Regions from separate parts of the Mus musculus genome. Here region 2 is linked to region 1. A link is a contact called in public HiChIP or PLAC-seq data. All regions are on one chromosome and are shown on one strand. The core of a region is the stretch at or near the end of the contact, and the rest is flanking DNA. Distances in the headings are between cores, read along the strand shown. Region 1 has its middle 26 kb from the start of AV064505. Region 2 has its middle 23 kb from the start of Mir5618.

Region 1 (3,278 bases), core at 457-2,956:
TGGCTCTCTAGCTAATCTTTCTTTAAGAAAGAAAATAATAAAACTGAGACCTTCAATCAAAACATAAGAAAACTTTTTAAATATAAACACTTATCAAAGTTAGAATTGCTCCTTTAAAAAGTTGTAAAGATAAGGCACTGGTGTGTTGTGGATAGTCCTGATGCTGTTTGTATTTTGATGTTAATTCAACTTCTCTCAGAGGGATTATCTGGGATGAGGAGTGAATCACATACTCAGGACTTCACGTGACCCTTCTAATGAATAAAGAACCCAATCATTGAGAGAGTAGGCAGGACTTCCCGGTGGAGGGAGGAAGAGAAGAGAAGAGAGATATGGGCTTTTATGTAGCTACTAGTGATCCTTGGGTTAGACTGCAAATTCTCCAGGAGGATTTAGATTTAATATGGCTTACAAAATTTAGGATTCTAGTTGTTGTGCCCAGCGATTGAGTTACCATTGATTCCGAACTAAGTGTGTGTGGTGTTTTCCTTCGTGCAGCGGTTCAACTGGGTTCCAGAGAGAAAGGTACAGCAGCAAAGCATAGGTTTGCCAGAAGTGCACCCCAAAAAGCCACCAGTGGGAACTTAGAGAGCTGGATGGAGAGATTTTGGAGCTCTGAGTCAGTTTCCACAAGATGAGGACAGACTGCCCATGCTGCCAGTGCCTTGCTGGTGTAGTGTGAATTGTATTTTTGAATATTTCCCACAATACTGGTGTATGACTCAATGGTAGAATAAACACCTGCTTAGCATGCACAAACAGTGTCTTAAGGTCAACCCCCAGCACTAAAAAAATAAAATAAAATAGAAGTCAACAGTTTCCTAACCCACAGTATTAAAACAATAAGCCAAAGTCCTAATTAAAATTTAAAATTTATTGAAATTAGAAAAGCAATGGATTATACATAATAGTAGAATCCACAACTATTAATAGCATCCCCTTTGGTTTCATTATTTTTAACTGGTTTTATTAAATTTTGTTTATTGTCGGGAGGAGTATGTGTAGGCACAGCATGTACAAGTACACTGGCCATCAAGCACTTTGACCCACTGAGCCACATCTTTCTTTTTTTTTTTAAATTTTTTATTAGGTATTTTCCTCATTTACATTTCCAATGCTATCCCAAAAGTCCCCATACCCTCCCCCAACTCCCCTACCCACCCATTCCCACTTCTTGGCCCTGGCGTTCCCCCTGGTCTAAAAAGTCACGTGACTTCTTAGGTTCAGGTTCCCCAAGAACAGAATAGAATCTTAGCATTTACTTCTCTGTTCCATTTAAAAAACAAGTGAAATATAACTAACTTAAAGCTATTAAAGACAAAGACTGACAACCAGTCTCAGCAAACCTCAAGTGAGAACAAAGATCTTGGCTCCCAGTTTCAACCCCAACAGAATAACAAAACCATTCTAACTGAAAGTAAGAAAGTACACCTGAGGCCAGAACACAAGTGCCCAGTCCCCGGTCCCCAATCCCTTCTGTCTGCAGTGGAACTGGAGATACTCTGGACTCCATGATCTACATGGAAAATCAGGGAAGCTCAAGTTCAAAGACCACGCCTTGAGCCACTCCTCTTCCCCACCAACCTGTCCCTCTACTGGTCCCTCTTCCTTCCATGTTCTTGACTAATTTTCCTCTCCAGCACTCTGTAGCAGGGTACACACACACACACCCCATTTCAGTAGGTAGTCTTTTCCTTTCACCTCCTTTCTTTGATGAGCTAGGAAGTGAAATGCAAATGTGTTCCCTTCTTTTTGAAGAGCTAAGCCCTCCCTTCCCTGGAGCAAAGAGAAACTTGTTTTTCAGGTTATGCATCTGAGGTACCACAAAAGAAAATCACAGGTAAAAGACCAAGAGGAAGGAAAGCTTACCTAGACTCAAGGCACTTTGGGACAAATTCTGTGAGTTTAGAAAGGGGACATGCCAGACTGCTCCTCATAGTCACCTGGAAATCAGTAAGACGTCAGACACAAGTACTTGGCTCATCTAATCTACAGTGCACTGGGCACTGGGTTTCAGAGCTTTCCAAAATACTCAGTGTATTTGGTAAACTAAATGTATCATGAAAATTGCTAGATGCTGCCCAACGACAGAATGCTGCAGATGAGGACAGGGGACAGATCAGCTATCAGGAAGTGGTAATGAGGTAAGAGTTCTACCTTGGTGCAGGTAGAGCTTCTGACAGAGGTTTCACAGCTGGTAGAACATTTACAGCTATGTGTCACCAAGCCCAGTTGGTTGGCAACTGGGAGTCAAAAGAAAGGTGATGATCTGGCAGGCTTGAGTTTGGAACCATAAAAATGGTTCAGCCAATAAAGAACTTGACAAGGATCATGAAGACATGAGCTTGTTCTTCAGGATCCAAGGAAAACAGCAGAGCTAGTGGCATATTCTTGTAAGCCTAGTATGGAGAAGCCAGAGACAGATGGGTTCCTGAGCTCCCTGAGCAGTCAGCCTGGCCTAATGGGGGAGCTGAAAGTCAATGACTCAACACAACAAGGTGAGTGGCTCCTTGGGAACTTGCATGATTTCTCTATATGTATGAACACACGTGTACACATCCTTAACACACACACCCTAAAAGCAAAGGAAGGAAGGAAGGAAGGAAGGAAGGAAGGAAGGAAGGAAGGAAGGAAGGAAGGAAGGAAGGAAGGAAGGAAGGGAGGGAGGGAGGGAGGGAGAGAGAAAGGGAGGGAGGGAGGGAAGGAGGGAGGGAGGGAGGGAGGGAGGGAACCTGTTGGTGTACTGGCTATTCTTATGTTAACTTGACACACCTATTAGAGTTACCTGAAAGGAGGGGAGTTTAACTGAGAAAAATGCCTCCATAAGATCCACCTGTAAGGTATTCATTTTCTTAACTAGTAACTGAAGAAGGAGGGCCTAGCATATTGTGATTGGTTCCATCCCTGGGCTGTTGGTATCTGTACCAGCACCTGCCTCCGGGTTGCAGCCCTGTTTGAGTTCATGCCCTGGCTTCCTTCCATGATGGACTATGATATAAAAGTGTAAGTCCCCTCGGATGTGGCTGAACCGAAGCGAGCAGGCGGGAGACTCTGCAGGATCCGCGGCCCTGAGCATCGGAGCGGTGAACTCTTCAAGTCTCCGATTAAATTTTAAAAATGTCCTCCAATAAAACTACATTGCAAAAAATGGGAAAGAAACAACATGGAAAGAGTAAAAAAGTTGAAGAGGCAGAGCCTGAAGAATTTGTGGTAGAAAAAGTACTGAACCGTCGTGTAGTGAATGGGAAGGTGGAGTATTTCCTGAAGTGGAAGGGGTT
Region 2 (3,336 bases), core at 151-2,650, 85 kb after region 1:
TGATGGGTCACACCTCTGAACTGTAACCCAGCCCTAATTAAATGTTTGTCTTTATAAGAGTTGCCATGGTCACGATGTCTCTTCCCAGCAGTAAACCCTAAGACAGTACACATACACACACACATACACACACACACACACACACACACACACACACACACACACATACACACGTAATATATATATATATATATACATACACATGTGTATGTATATATATATTTATTTATAAGAATATATTTAATATAGCATAAATATACAAATATATTTACATATATTTATATATTAAATAAAAATATATAACTCAACAATTTAAAAAATCACTAAAATGCCAGGCAGTGGTAGCACGTGCCTTTAATTCCAGCACTTGGGAAGCAGAGGCAGGCACATTTCTGAGTTCAAGGCCCAAGGACAGGCACCTGGAGAGTTCGGCCATTTATCACAGGGAGAGTTAGTTTTTGGCGACGCAGAGGTGGGAAGGCTGTCTCAAGCAAGCCTATGGCTCCTTGAATGTATTTTCATTAAGGAGGGTTTTATGGGCAGGGCCATTCTAATGCCAGGCTGAGCTCCCTCAGAGCAGCCAGGGATGGGGAGGGAGCCCTGAGCTTGCTGTGGGGGATCTCAGCAGAAACCAGCTCCCTGCATACTGCACTTGCCACTGAAGGAAGGGAGGGAAGATGGGAGCTTTTGCAGGGGAACACACAGAGGCAAACCATCTGCACACAAGACTGGAGTCTCTTTGGTGAGGCTTCCAAGAAGCAGGACAATTAACCTCAGAGATTTAGCATTGGTAATTTGGAGGCTACAACACAGAGTCCAAAAGTAGTTGCCTCACACCGATAGTTGCTCAGTCCACAAGCCTGGAAGTCCCAGTGTGGTGCTGCAGGTTTAGAGGATTACTGGAGAGCTACTGGTTTTCACTGGGCAGTGGAATTCTGAAGAAGTTGCTTCTAATATCAGTGAAGGAATGCCTCCACAACAGGACAGGTGAAATTACCAACCAGAGTAAGGGCAAGCGGATGAAAAGCCAAGTTTCTTTCTTCCTCGATATTTTTATATGAGCTGCCACCAGAAGGTACAGCTCACATTTGGAGTGGACCTTTATGCTCCAGATAATCTGACCAAGAAAATCTCTCTCAGAAGTGCCCAGTAGTTTTTGTCTTACTTGTCAAGTGGACAACCAAGATTAGCTATTACAGCTCTATAAGGTTTATTATATCTCTTTAAAAAGGTCACTGAGGGGCACTAGAGAGACTGGTCAGTGGTTAAGAACAAGTTGAGTTCTCAGCCACAATAGTGGAATCACAACTTCCTGTAACCCAGCTCCAGAAGATGCAATGCCTCTGGCCCCTTTGAGCACTTCTGCACATACATACACATAAGACACAAATGGACAAAGAAAATCCATTTTAGACTGACAGACCAGAGATTGCCTAGAGCTATGATGATGGGGTGTGGCATTTTACCTAGTCAGGGTTATGCCAGGAAGGCTGGCATGTACTGGCACCAGGACCTCTGGGGGCTGAAGTCTGGGAACACTTAACATTGCTCCTACATTTATGTGGTTAAATGTTCCAGACACTGAGATATAAAATGCTTTGTTTGCCATCCCAGAATGCACCTTGAGGGGAACTTGAGATATTCTGAACTCCCTGTGATTCTAACCCGTCTTCTGCTTCCCTGTTAGAGGGCTGTCACCAACCTGTGCAGCTCTCCCAAACCCACCCTTGACTCTTTCCTTTCAGATATCTTTATTTTCATCCTCCCCCCCCCCCCTTGGGACCCTGTCTAGAACCCTGGCACAGCCGGTCTGGGACCAGTTGAGGGGCCATGCAGATGGTTCATCAGGCAAAGGCATGTGCCACACAGCCTGATGCAAGTCTGATACCTGGAAACTTAAAGAGGAAGAGGCGGCCAACTGCACAGTGTCTTCTGACCTCCACACATACACCTAAGCACACACTAATAATAACACATTTTATTACTTTTATTACTTCTTATATTCTGAGCACCCCCCCCCCACCTCTGCCCCTCCGCAAACCACTCATCCTCTTTTTTTACTGAAAAAAAAAAAAAAAAAAAGGCAGGATCTTGTATTCTGGGTCTCTCAGAGACCAGTCCACGCAGGAGAGCATGTGGGCCACAGGAGTAACAGAGCTTCTTGGACAGGGTCCCTTCGGGTCTTCATCTTCAGCCAGGAGGCAGAGCTGAGCTCCAGACCTCTGTGCACCTTCCCTGCCAGAAGAGAGCTTGCCTGCAGAGAGTGCTCTGACCACTGGGATTCAGGAGAGAGTTAGACTCCCAGGACTGCTGACAGAGGCTAGCACAATCACAGGAGGAACAAGCTCCAACCAGAGACAGCTAGAACATCTAACATCAGAGATTACCAGATGGCAAAAGGCAAATGTAAGAATCTTACTAACAGAAAGTAAGAATACTTGGTATCATCGGACCCCAGTACTCACTCCCACCACAGCAAGTCCTGGGTACCCCAACACACCCAAAAAGCAAGATTCAGATTTAAAATCATATCTCATGATGCTGGAGGAGAATTTTAAGATGGGCATTAATAACTCACTTAAAGAAATACAGACAGGGTGGTGGTGGTACACGCCTTTAATCTCAGCACTTGGGAAGCAGAGACAGGCAGATTTCTGAGTTCAAGGCCAGCCTGGTCTACAGAGTGAGTTCCAGGACAGCCAGGGTTATATAGAAAAAACCTGTCTCAAAAAACAAACAAACAAACAAACAAAACAAAACAAAACAAAAATACAGGCAAACACCACTAAACAGGAAGAAAAACTTAAAGAGGAAGCACAAAAATCCCTTAAAGAATTACAGGAAAACACAACCAATCAGATGATGAAATTGGACAAAACCATCCAAGATCTAAAAATGGAAGTAGAAACAATAAAGAAAACCCAAAGGGAGACAACTCTGGAGAAAGAAATCAGGACAGCATCAGCAACAGAATACAAGAGATGGAAAAGAGAATCTCAGGTGCAGAAGATTCCATAGAAAACATGGACACAACAATCAAAGAAAATGCAAAGTGCAAAAAGATCCTAACTCAAAACATCCAGGAAATCCAGGACACAATGAGAAGACCAAACCTAAGGAAAATAGGTATAGATGAGAATGAAGATTTTCAACTTAAAGGACCAGTAAATATCTTCAACAAAATTATAGAAGAAAACTTCCCTAATCTAAAGAAAGAGATGCCGAGAACATACAAGAAGCCTACAGAACTCCAAATAGACTTGACCAGAAAAGAAATTCCTCCCTACACATAATAATCAGAACAACAAGTGCACTAAATAAAGATAGAATATTAAA

The links. HiChIP or PLAC-seq counts read pairs in DNA pulled down with a chosen protein or histone mark.
Region 2: an H3K27ac HiChIP or PLAC-seq map of embryonic stem cells shows a contact between it and region 1, with 5 read pairs. The contact joins two enhancer-like sites. A contact is called at or near these places in 2 of 15 datasets of contacts at CTCF or cohesin (the G1E-ER4 cell line and large pre-B cells), 8 of 484 Hi-C or Micro-C datasets (the G1E-ER4 cell line, bone marrow-derived macrophages, double positive thymocytes and 3 more), 4 of 115 datasets of contacts at active chromatin or transcription factors (all in embryonic stem cells) and 1 of 9 other capture datasets (embryonic stem cells).

The regions. Positions count from the first base shown.
Region 1 is chr9:7,720,030-7,723,307 of GRCm38.p6, forward strand. It overlaps the pseudogene Cbx3-ps8. Among named protein-coding and RNA genes, the nearest start is that of AV064505, 26 kb to the left of the region's middle. Within about 2 kb of position 1,707, at least 15 of the 459 cell types and tissues checked have an H3K27ac peak or open chromatin away from gene starts, as enhancers often do. A contact at or near this core is called in embryonic stem cells, where this site is marked.
Region 2 is chr9:7,805,426-7,808,761 of GRCm38.p6, forward strand. No RefSeq gene overlaps it. Among named protein-coding and RNA genes, the nearest start is that of Mir5618, 23 kb to the left of the region's middle. Within about 2 kb of position 1,401, at least 22 of the 459 cell types and tissues checked have an H3K27ac peak or open chromatin away from gene starts, as enhancers often do. A contact at or near this core is called in embryonic stem cells, where this site is marked.